2 separate regions of the Drosophila melanogaster genome follow, and region 1 is linked to region 2. Evidence: chromatin contacts called from public Hi-C data. All regions are on one chromosome and are shown on one strand. The core of a region is the stretch at or near the end of the contact, and the rest is flanking DNA. Distances in the headings are between cores, read along the strand shown. Region 1 holds the start of CG14020. Region 2 holds the start of mid (midline).

Evidence for each region. A called contact is a pair of places that touch in the nucleus more often than the background predicts.
Region 1: a contact with region 2 is called in a Hi-C map of the Kc167 cell line, with 3 times the contacts expected there. A contact is called at or near these places in 45 of 107 Hi-C or Micro-C datasets (the Clone 8 cell line, the D17-c3 cell line, the Kc167 cell line and 19 more) and 1 of 7 datasets of targeted methods (the Kc167 cell line).

Annotation. Positions count from the first base shown.
Region 1 is chr2L:5,515,855-5,520,077 of dm6, reverse strand. CG14020 reads right to left here and starts at 2,341. Exons shown (of 1, transcript NM_135084.4): 1 at 1,129-2,341. The coding sequence starts at 2,236. The coding sequence ends at 1,256. It overlaps CG7382, which reads left to right and starts at 182. Exons shown (of 3, transcript NM_135085.3): 1 at 182-395; 2 at 457-866; 3 at 922-1,185. The coding sequence starts at 266. The coding sequence ends at 1,092.
Region 2 is chr2L:5,459,039-5,463,331 of dm6, reverse strand. It overlaps mid (midline), which reads right to left and starts at 1,693. Exons shown (of 4, transcript NM_135083.4): 1 at 1,228-1,693. The coding sequence starts at 1,414.

The sequences.
Region 1 (4,223 bases), core at 1,092-3,591, 56 kb before region 2:
ATATATATGATTTATTTGTAATATTATCTGTGTACCCTAAACATATAAAATTTACTTTCAACAATTTCTTGTTTTTAGTAAATATCGAAATAATAAAAACGCCATTCTAGCTGGCTATAGCCATTTTAGCGGGAATAGCCCGATAACCCGCTAATTGGTGAAAATGTGCAACACTATTTGTATCGAAAAACTAAACAGCTGATTAGAATTCTTTTTTTCGTAAAGTACGTTTATTTGTTTTTTACCATTGATTTCGTCGTGAACGATGTCACGGCTAGCTTTATTGCGCAATTTGGTCACTCAGCGGCAAAATTTGTTGCCCACCAACTTTGCCAGGTTAAAATGTGCGGCGGCGATGCACTGGAGTCCACATTTGCGACAGGAAGCGTCGCGCGGTTTGTGCCTCAAACTTCTCATCAGGTTACATCTGAAATATTTACTATATTATTCATGCAGATGGTGGCGGATCCCTTCAACGATCGCAGGATAACACCCAGGTGTCGACGGATGTGCGCCCCATTGGCGAGAAGATCAAGGAGAACACTAAGACGGCCAGTTATACGGCGATTATAATCGCCGGATTAGGGGTGACCTGCGTGATGTTCTTTGCCATATTCCGAGAGCTATTCTCCAGCGAAAGCCCGAACAATATATACGCGGACGCGTTAAGACGTGTGGTCGAAGATCCGCGGGTACAGGATGCAATTGGTGCGCCCATCAAGGGATTCGGCGAGACATCCAGGCGCGGTCGCAGACAGCATGTGGCGCACTCGAGCTACGAGCGCAATGGAAAGCCCCACATGCGGATGCAGTTCTATGTGCAGGGCTTGAGGAACAAGGCCACCGTGCAGCTGGAGTCCAGAAGGGTATGTGTGATGAATATCTCCCAGGCCGCATTTTTCTAATCCTCACTTTTTACAGAGTGACTCTGGTAAACTGGAGTATCGTTATCTGTTCGTGCAATTGGATCACTATCCCCGCACCACCATCATCCTTGAGGACAACCGTGCATTTGACCCCACCCCCGAGCCAGCGTCCGCTGGATCTTCCTTTGGCAACCTAGCCCTGATGTCCAATAGCCGGGATAAGTAGGCGGATCCTTCCGATCTTCTGCTCTCCTCTTAAATTCTCTGTACATTTGTTATATTTATTATTTGACTGACAATGAAATTGCATTGGGTAACCAAGCAGAGTCACCTTTAAGTTATTCGCCAATCGAGAAGTTGTCCATCTCCAAAATGGCGCCCGATTGGTGTCAGTAGAGCTTTTTCCACGGTATGATCTCCCAGGAGCGAACGATGTGGCGTCCGAAGAGAAAGTCCTTCAGCTTGTTCATTATGTAAAACGAGATGCCGAAGAAGGAGGCGAAGTACAGCCAGAACTGTCCAAGCCGTTCCCAAATGCTAAGATGATAGCGAGCGGCAACTTGGAGCACGTCCAGCTCCAGGTCAATGATGAGACCAGGCTGCAAGCGCGCTGACGTTTCTCTGTAGTATGTCTCCTGCACGGCCAGCTGGAAATATGCTGGATTGGCCTTGACTTGCGCTAGCAGCGATTCCATCTTGAACTGATCTATATTTCCGTTGGTAGAGTTCGTATCCAATTGAACCTGTCGGAACTGAGTCTTGATGTTGCGTCCCGGAAATGGACAGGTGAACTCTACGTATTGCTTCAGCTGCAGCTCTCCCTTCAGTTGAACGTGTCCATTTCTGAGGCGAGCGTGCAGAGGAAGCTGTAACTGATGGGCCAGCACGGACGGAGGCGATAGATCGCACTTGTGCTGCAGTTCAGCTTCAAAGAAGACCAGCAGATTGAAGCTCACCAATCGCGTGGGCACATCCTGCAGTTCCAGCTGAAAGTGCGCCCGATCTGTTACGCCATCGTAGTCCACATCCTCTGTCCAATATCTAGTGGTGGTGCAGCTATTCGTATAACTCTCCATTTGCTCATTGAACTGGCTGAAGCTGCTGCAAGCGACCAGGGATTCCTCCTCCTCGTACTCCCCCTGATCCGTTGTGCCCACGAATATGTACTCGTAGTTGAACTCGACATTCGGCTGCTCGTACAGCACCCTCGATTCTGATATTCCAGAATAGGGACTCAGCAAGGACACGAGCAGCACGGGCAGCATCACAGAAAGCGCAATGAAGGCCAGGACCAAAAGCGAGGCAAAGGAGCACAGCGAGTTCTTGTACACGATCGCCGTGTTTGTCGTGTGCAGCGGAATAAATTTCATCTTGTCTTCTGTAAATCAACCTTTTTTTTGAGCACCTGTTTTCTTGACACTTGCCACTGGGTTTGCTATGAAACGAGGTTTTCGTTGCCAGGCAACGAACAAAATAGAATTTCCACCACTGATTCCATTCAAAGCCCATTTTATAAGACAGTTATTTATTTATTTTACTATTTAGTGATTTAGGTATTGAAGGAAATAAAATATCTAATCAGTTTGCTAGCTTGAATTTTGCGCAATAACGCTGGCATTGTTTTTGATAAGTCGATGAAGAATATCGATATCGACCAGGATATAATCAGAAAGTCCTTGCAATCGATAATTATGGCTGTTTGAAATTCAAAAATATTCCTTAAAACACCAGGGAATCTGATAACATTATATAATATTTAAAAGGCAAGCTTAATAGTTATACGACCAAAATACATTTATAAATATAAGTAAGTTTCTTAAAAAATACCTCCGCTACCCCATTTTTGAATGAATGAAACCTCTTAAATCGCTTTATTAGCAACTGGCACATCCTCAACTTGAACTTCTTCCAGTTGCGAGTAGACTCCAACTCCATTCCCGCTCCAATGCACATCCGTTCCGGCTTTAAGCCGATACCAAAAAAGTATTGATTGCACATAATTATAGGATTTGGATGCGGGCCCTCTTGAAGCTCGCACAACCCACCGACTAAAGTGAAAAGTGAGCCTGCAGCGAGGGGCAAGTCGGGGGGAAAGTACGAAACTGAAGAACGGAACGCATAACTTGGCCAACATTTGCTCATAATTAAGACGGCCAACTGGTTTTTAGTTTGGCTGCAGGAGGCTCAAAATGCTTTCGTGTGCACCGCGTAAAAATCGGAAGTTGCAGCTTTGCATTTAATGCGCTTATTTTAAAGAGTGTTGAAAGCGGAGTGCTCATAAAAAGAAGAAAATCATACTATATGTATATGTACATAATTGGTAAGGCCTCTCGCCTGAGAAAAATGATGGAATATAATGGGATACTTAAAACGATATCTGACACGATTTTCAACAGAAAGTTATAAACTAGCAAACAACTGAAAGGTGAAATAAGTTAAGTAAGATATTTTAAAGGTTCACATTTCATTTTTGAATATTTACCATCATATTTAGTCAAGAAAATACTTACCATTTCCTAGAAATGAGCTTATAATGAAAACCTTAATTTTATATTGCCTGTCACCTTTGAAAGTTTCCTGTTTAGTTTTCTTTTATAGCCTAGAACTTATGCTTTTGATTGGAGTATTTATCTTATATATTCGTGTCGTGTCAGATTGGCTAACAAAGTTTTTGGCCTTTGCTGTGTGACGTGTGTTTTGTGCATATTAAAAATGTGTGGTAAAAATGATGGGCTGCCAGTCGGTGTCACAACTACCGAAAAATGATGAATAAATAAAAGTGAATCACATTTTGACAGTTACGTCAGCTTTATTTGCGGCTGATCCTCTGACACTTTACCCACAAAATTATTTCGCCCGATTCAACAGCGTAGCATCCTGAATTTAAGTAATCTCGCCCCCACCCACCACCACCTCATCATCCACCGAAAAAAAATCAATAACTTTTCTACATTTTCTTTCTCCACATTGCCACGCCATTTTACAAAAAGGCCGAAAAGGAAAAAGAAATGGGCGAAAAGTTAGTATGTAAAAGCCAAGATGGCAGACAAGCAGACAGATAGGGCGGGGTATACATATATATACGGATATGGATATATATATATATATATATATATATATATATATATGTATTCAGATGTATACGAACGCAGTTGGAATTCAGCTCACGGCCCCAGGACAATGCCAGCTCTGTGCCCATATATCCTTTTTCAACGAAATTTCAGCTTTCACTCGTTTCGCGTACGTGACCGTGTTGCCACCAAGGAGCTGTTGAAGTGGCAAATTCGCACAGCGCCACCATTCCACTGGCTCGTTTTTTGGGGGGTACGGTTGGAGGTGGGTTAGCGGGTGGTTTTT
Region 2 (4,293 bases), core at 444-2,943:
CTTTCGTTCAAGGTGTGTGCGCAAAAGTTGATGAATAATATTTTTGGGCTTATCCATGGGCGAACTCTCACATACGCTTTCCATTTTCCATAAGCCGAAAATGGTAACAAAATGATGGGGAGAACTAAGCAGCCCGGTTTTTTTGCAGGTGAGCCCAGACGGTAGGTGTTAAAATGCAAAGTAAGCAAACGGAAAACGGAAAGCGACCACAGAAAACAAAAAAAACAAAACAAAATATGAAATTAAAAAAGCTGCATATTTGATAAAGAGATCGTAAAATACGAACACCTCGTAGCGTTTTTGTTTTGATTTCGGCCGTCGCTAATTTTCTGCGCCTCGTAAAATTAATAAAATGAAGCACATTGTTGAAAATTAATTAACATAATTAGCAGCCTTTGTTAAATATGAATTCCGCGCGATTAGATGCTGTGCACAATTTGCATATTATCATAATATCGGCCACAAAAGAGCGCTGCAAGTGTTTGCTAACAAATATCTGGATTCGCGATCTTTGGCTCGACTTAATTGCGAATGCCGTCGGCCAGAGAGAACTAGTTTTTTCTTTTTTAACGTGGCCGGAACGCCTGCTAATTGTCATTAGCAATTAAATGGAACTCTGCGCACCCAAAGCGACAACAGTAATTTAATAGATTTGTTGTGCAATCAATTAGCGATTGTCTTGTGGCTAATAATGTTTGCATTCGCTGGTCAAGTTTGCGGTTCTCTTCTTGGGCGTTGAGTTGTTAATCACGTTTAATTTGAATTAATCGTATAAAAATTCCATTTTTGTTTTAGCAATTTCTAGTTATTGTGTGCTGGTATGTTAAGTAAGTTTTTGTACAGAAAGCACTGCTAGGAGATAAGTGAATATCTAAAGTTACAACTACCTACTATGATTAAAGATTGTTGAATTAGGGAACTTATAGCTTGTCAAATGAAGTTCTAAACAAAAGTACCCTATGGTATTTGAGACTACAGAAATGAAAGTATCTTAAAGATATTCTACATCTCATCAATGAATCTTGCTGTAAGTCTGTTAAGCCTAAAAAAATCTTGTTTAAAAATCACTATATAATCGAAATGCTTAATATTCAAGGCATTAAATTTCTAATGCATAAAAATATATTTTTAAGAACAAATTGTTCCTATCAACCGATTAATGATTCTGCCGCTTCCCACAGAATTCCTTTCTTATTAAGGATATTTTCAATATGTATCTGAACTTACTTGCACTGCGAATGGAGGACTCCCGACTGGAGGCATCTTCGCGAGCCATGATGGCGGCGATGGAAAAGTCCGTCGCTGAGCCGGCGGCACTTTTGCTAGCCGTTGTTGTTGTCTGTCCACTGGCATTTGGTGCTGCAGGGGCGGCGGGCACCCCGTTGCACAAATACGGATGAGATCCAACCAGCATTTTGAAGGGTATGATGTTGTTCTTAATGGGGCTTTAACTAGGGAATACCTTGGAAAGGTATTGGGGTATTGTATCTGGTCACTTTTCAACACTTGGCACTTATAAAGCTAGATGCATCTTTAGCTTTGGTAACTCGAGGGGTATGTGTATGTTTCAAGGTGTAAGTATCTTGTATCTTTATATCTCTCTTGCTTTCTTTTGCTTATCTTTGGCGCACGCGAACTGAGAATCTCGCGGACTGAGTGTGTGCGCAACGGAAGGCAGGCGACGACGAACTGAATTGTGTCAGGAAAATGTTGCCGCTGAGAAGCCAAAAACGACGGCAGGCGCAAAACTCGGGAAACCAGTTATTCCTCTTATGGTCCCTATGTGTGCAAGCGAGACCACCCTACAGCGAGCCGCGCCAGTACGAGTGCAAGCGGGATAGCCCTATAGCCGCACACTCTGAGTGAAAACGCCACTCGCTCTCTCGTTTTCCAATTGGAAAATCGGCGGGGGAGTGAACGTGCGACAGAGAGAAAGGCGGCGCTGTCAGCAACTTGCGCCCCTCTCTTTTCTTCGCCTCACCTCTCTCTCTGACGAACGCGTCATAACTCATTTACAATTAAAAATGTCGGCGCTTTTGGCCTTCTCCCTCGCACCTCTCTATTTCTCCATAGCGAGGTCTCTTTCTTTTTATTTTTGCCTCTCTTTCTCGCCCATTTATGAAGTGCCAACGTTTTGCTTGCGGTTTTTCTTGGTCTTTTTTTTTAAACAACTTTTCGCCGTTGTCGTCGCATTCCATTTCCTGTTATCTCCTCTTCTGACGTTTTCTTCCATCTTCCGTCTGTTCCATTTCGTTTCCAACACGTTCCGTGTCTCACTCAATTCTGTTTTGAGTGAGTTTTATGTCTCTGTTTTTTTTCTGCAGTTGCATCCCGTTGTTTTTCCTTTCTTATTTATCTGCAAGGACATGGACCTTGAGTCAAGGTTATTGCAATGGGACGTTGGGAATTTATTAGTTTGAGCTCGAGAAATTTTTCTGTGCTCTAAAAACATGAATAAAGAGTGCGAAAATAACTACAAGTTTATTTAAAATGTATATGCAATTTGAATTTATTTCGGTAAAGGGAAGAACATATTTTAAACAATTCGCTTAGTACATATTATAGAAGTCCATTTGAAAACATAGTATATCTATAAGCATTAGTCAAGACATTTTTATTTGTAAAGCTATATTTTTTTATATTCAAGAGGATATGATCATGAAATTTAGATTATGGCGATTCAAAAAGTTAACAGGGATATTTTTCCGTTAGTAATTATATACAATTCCACACGCTGTATGATAGAAGCTAGTCCTCTGGAAAATTCCCCCATAATATTTACAGATGTCAACAAATTGTTATGTTTCCCAGGCAAAAGTCAAGACCTTTGTCAGTGCCAATTAACCCGCTAAAAAATGCAAAGAAAATGCGGCTGCGACAAGGAAACTCGAAACAACTGACAGTTCGTCACATTCATTACGTATTGCTCGGATTGCCAATTGCCATGACGGAAATCCTGCGATCCTGAAAAACGGAACGCGGAGATCCAAACTAACTAACAAGCTGACTAATCCCGCTTATCCTGTGCGAGGAACAAACCGTCTTGTTGTGTGATTTTTGTAATTTGAGACATTTTTTAAGTCGGGTAGCGACAAAGTGGGCATGTCACTTTGACACTTTCGCCCTGGGAGAAATGGTGAAAGTGGACGGGGAGGGATGCGTCGTGTGTGTTCTGGTTACAATTGCAGTTAAGTTGATAGCTATAAAATGTTTTATCAGCATTAACAAATTCAAAAGCAAAACGGACGATAGCATTATAGATTGGGATAACTTTAAATACAATTTTATGACACAAGAACGCTGGTTCTAAAAAGTAGAGTGCATACTTTGATTCTAGAAAAAGGTTTACACTTCCTTTCATAAAAAGAGCCTATGTTCCTAATATGTTGGCCTTGTCTGTGCATCTACATGTGTGTCTTTTTAGGTGGCAGTCCCGTATGTCACCAAAATGTCAAAAGCCAAGGAAAACACAAGTTGTGAAAACAAAGGGCGGTCGATCTGAAAAAAAAGTGGCCACTTGGCACTTGTAAAAATAAACAATTCTGCTTGTTAATTAGTGCGGCTAACTGTCCTCGTTTGACTTTCTCCTTGTTATGTCCTTTCCCTCTCGAAATCTCAAGTATTTGGCCCTCGGCTTTGTCGGCAATTTATAATTTCTTCGATACTTTTCCCTTTCTCACTTAACGATCGCTTTGGGTAATCGAATACTTTCACTTTGAATTTGGCCGACACAGGACTGTGGAAATTTCCTCTGGTCAGCAAGAAGGACATACATTTTCCTGCTCCAATTTTACTGGGCGGTCACTTTGATTGATGATTTGCGGCAATAGATAACTAATGTTTTGAGCTGGCTTTAATTTCATTTTTCACTCTGCTCACTTGAGATTCCCCTGCTTTGTCTGCGGCATTTCCGCTTCTTAAGTTCAAATAACACTTTCCGGGGCTTCGATTGCAAAAGGGTTCTTCTTCATCCAGGGGGGTTTTCAATTCGTTCGTTTTTCGAGCACTTGAGCCGCCCTGAAGTGGGAGGCACGTGTTCGTATTATTTTTATTACCATTTCCATTTCTTTTGGGGGTCTGAAGACGAGGCGGCGGAGAATTTCCGCTTGGCACTTGCCTCGACTCCAAAATCTGCCCGATAAGCACTAAAAGCGGAAGCAACCCAAGCACTATTGAGTTTCTATTTATAAAGCGGAATTGCAGCAACATGTGTGCTGGAAATGAAAATGATATGGGGAATTATGCACTCTGCATTGTATGATTACTTGTAATACATTTTATATAATTTGATAT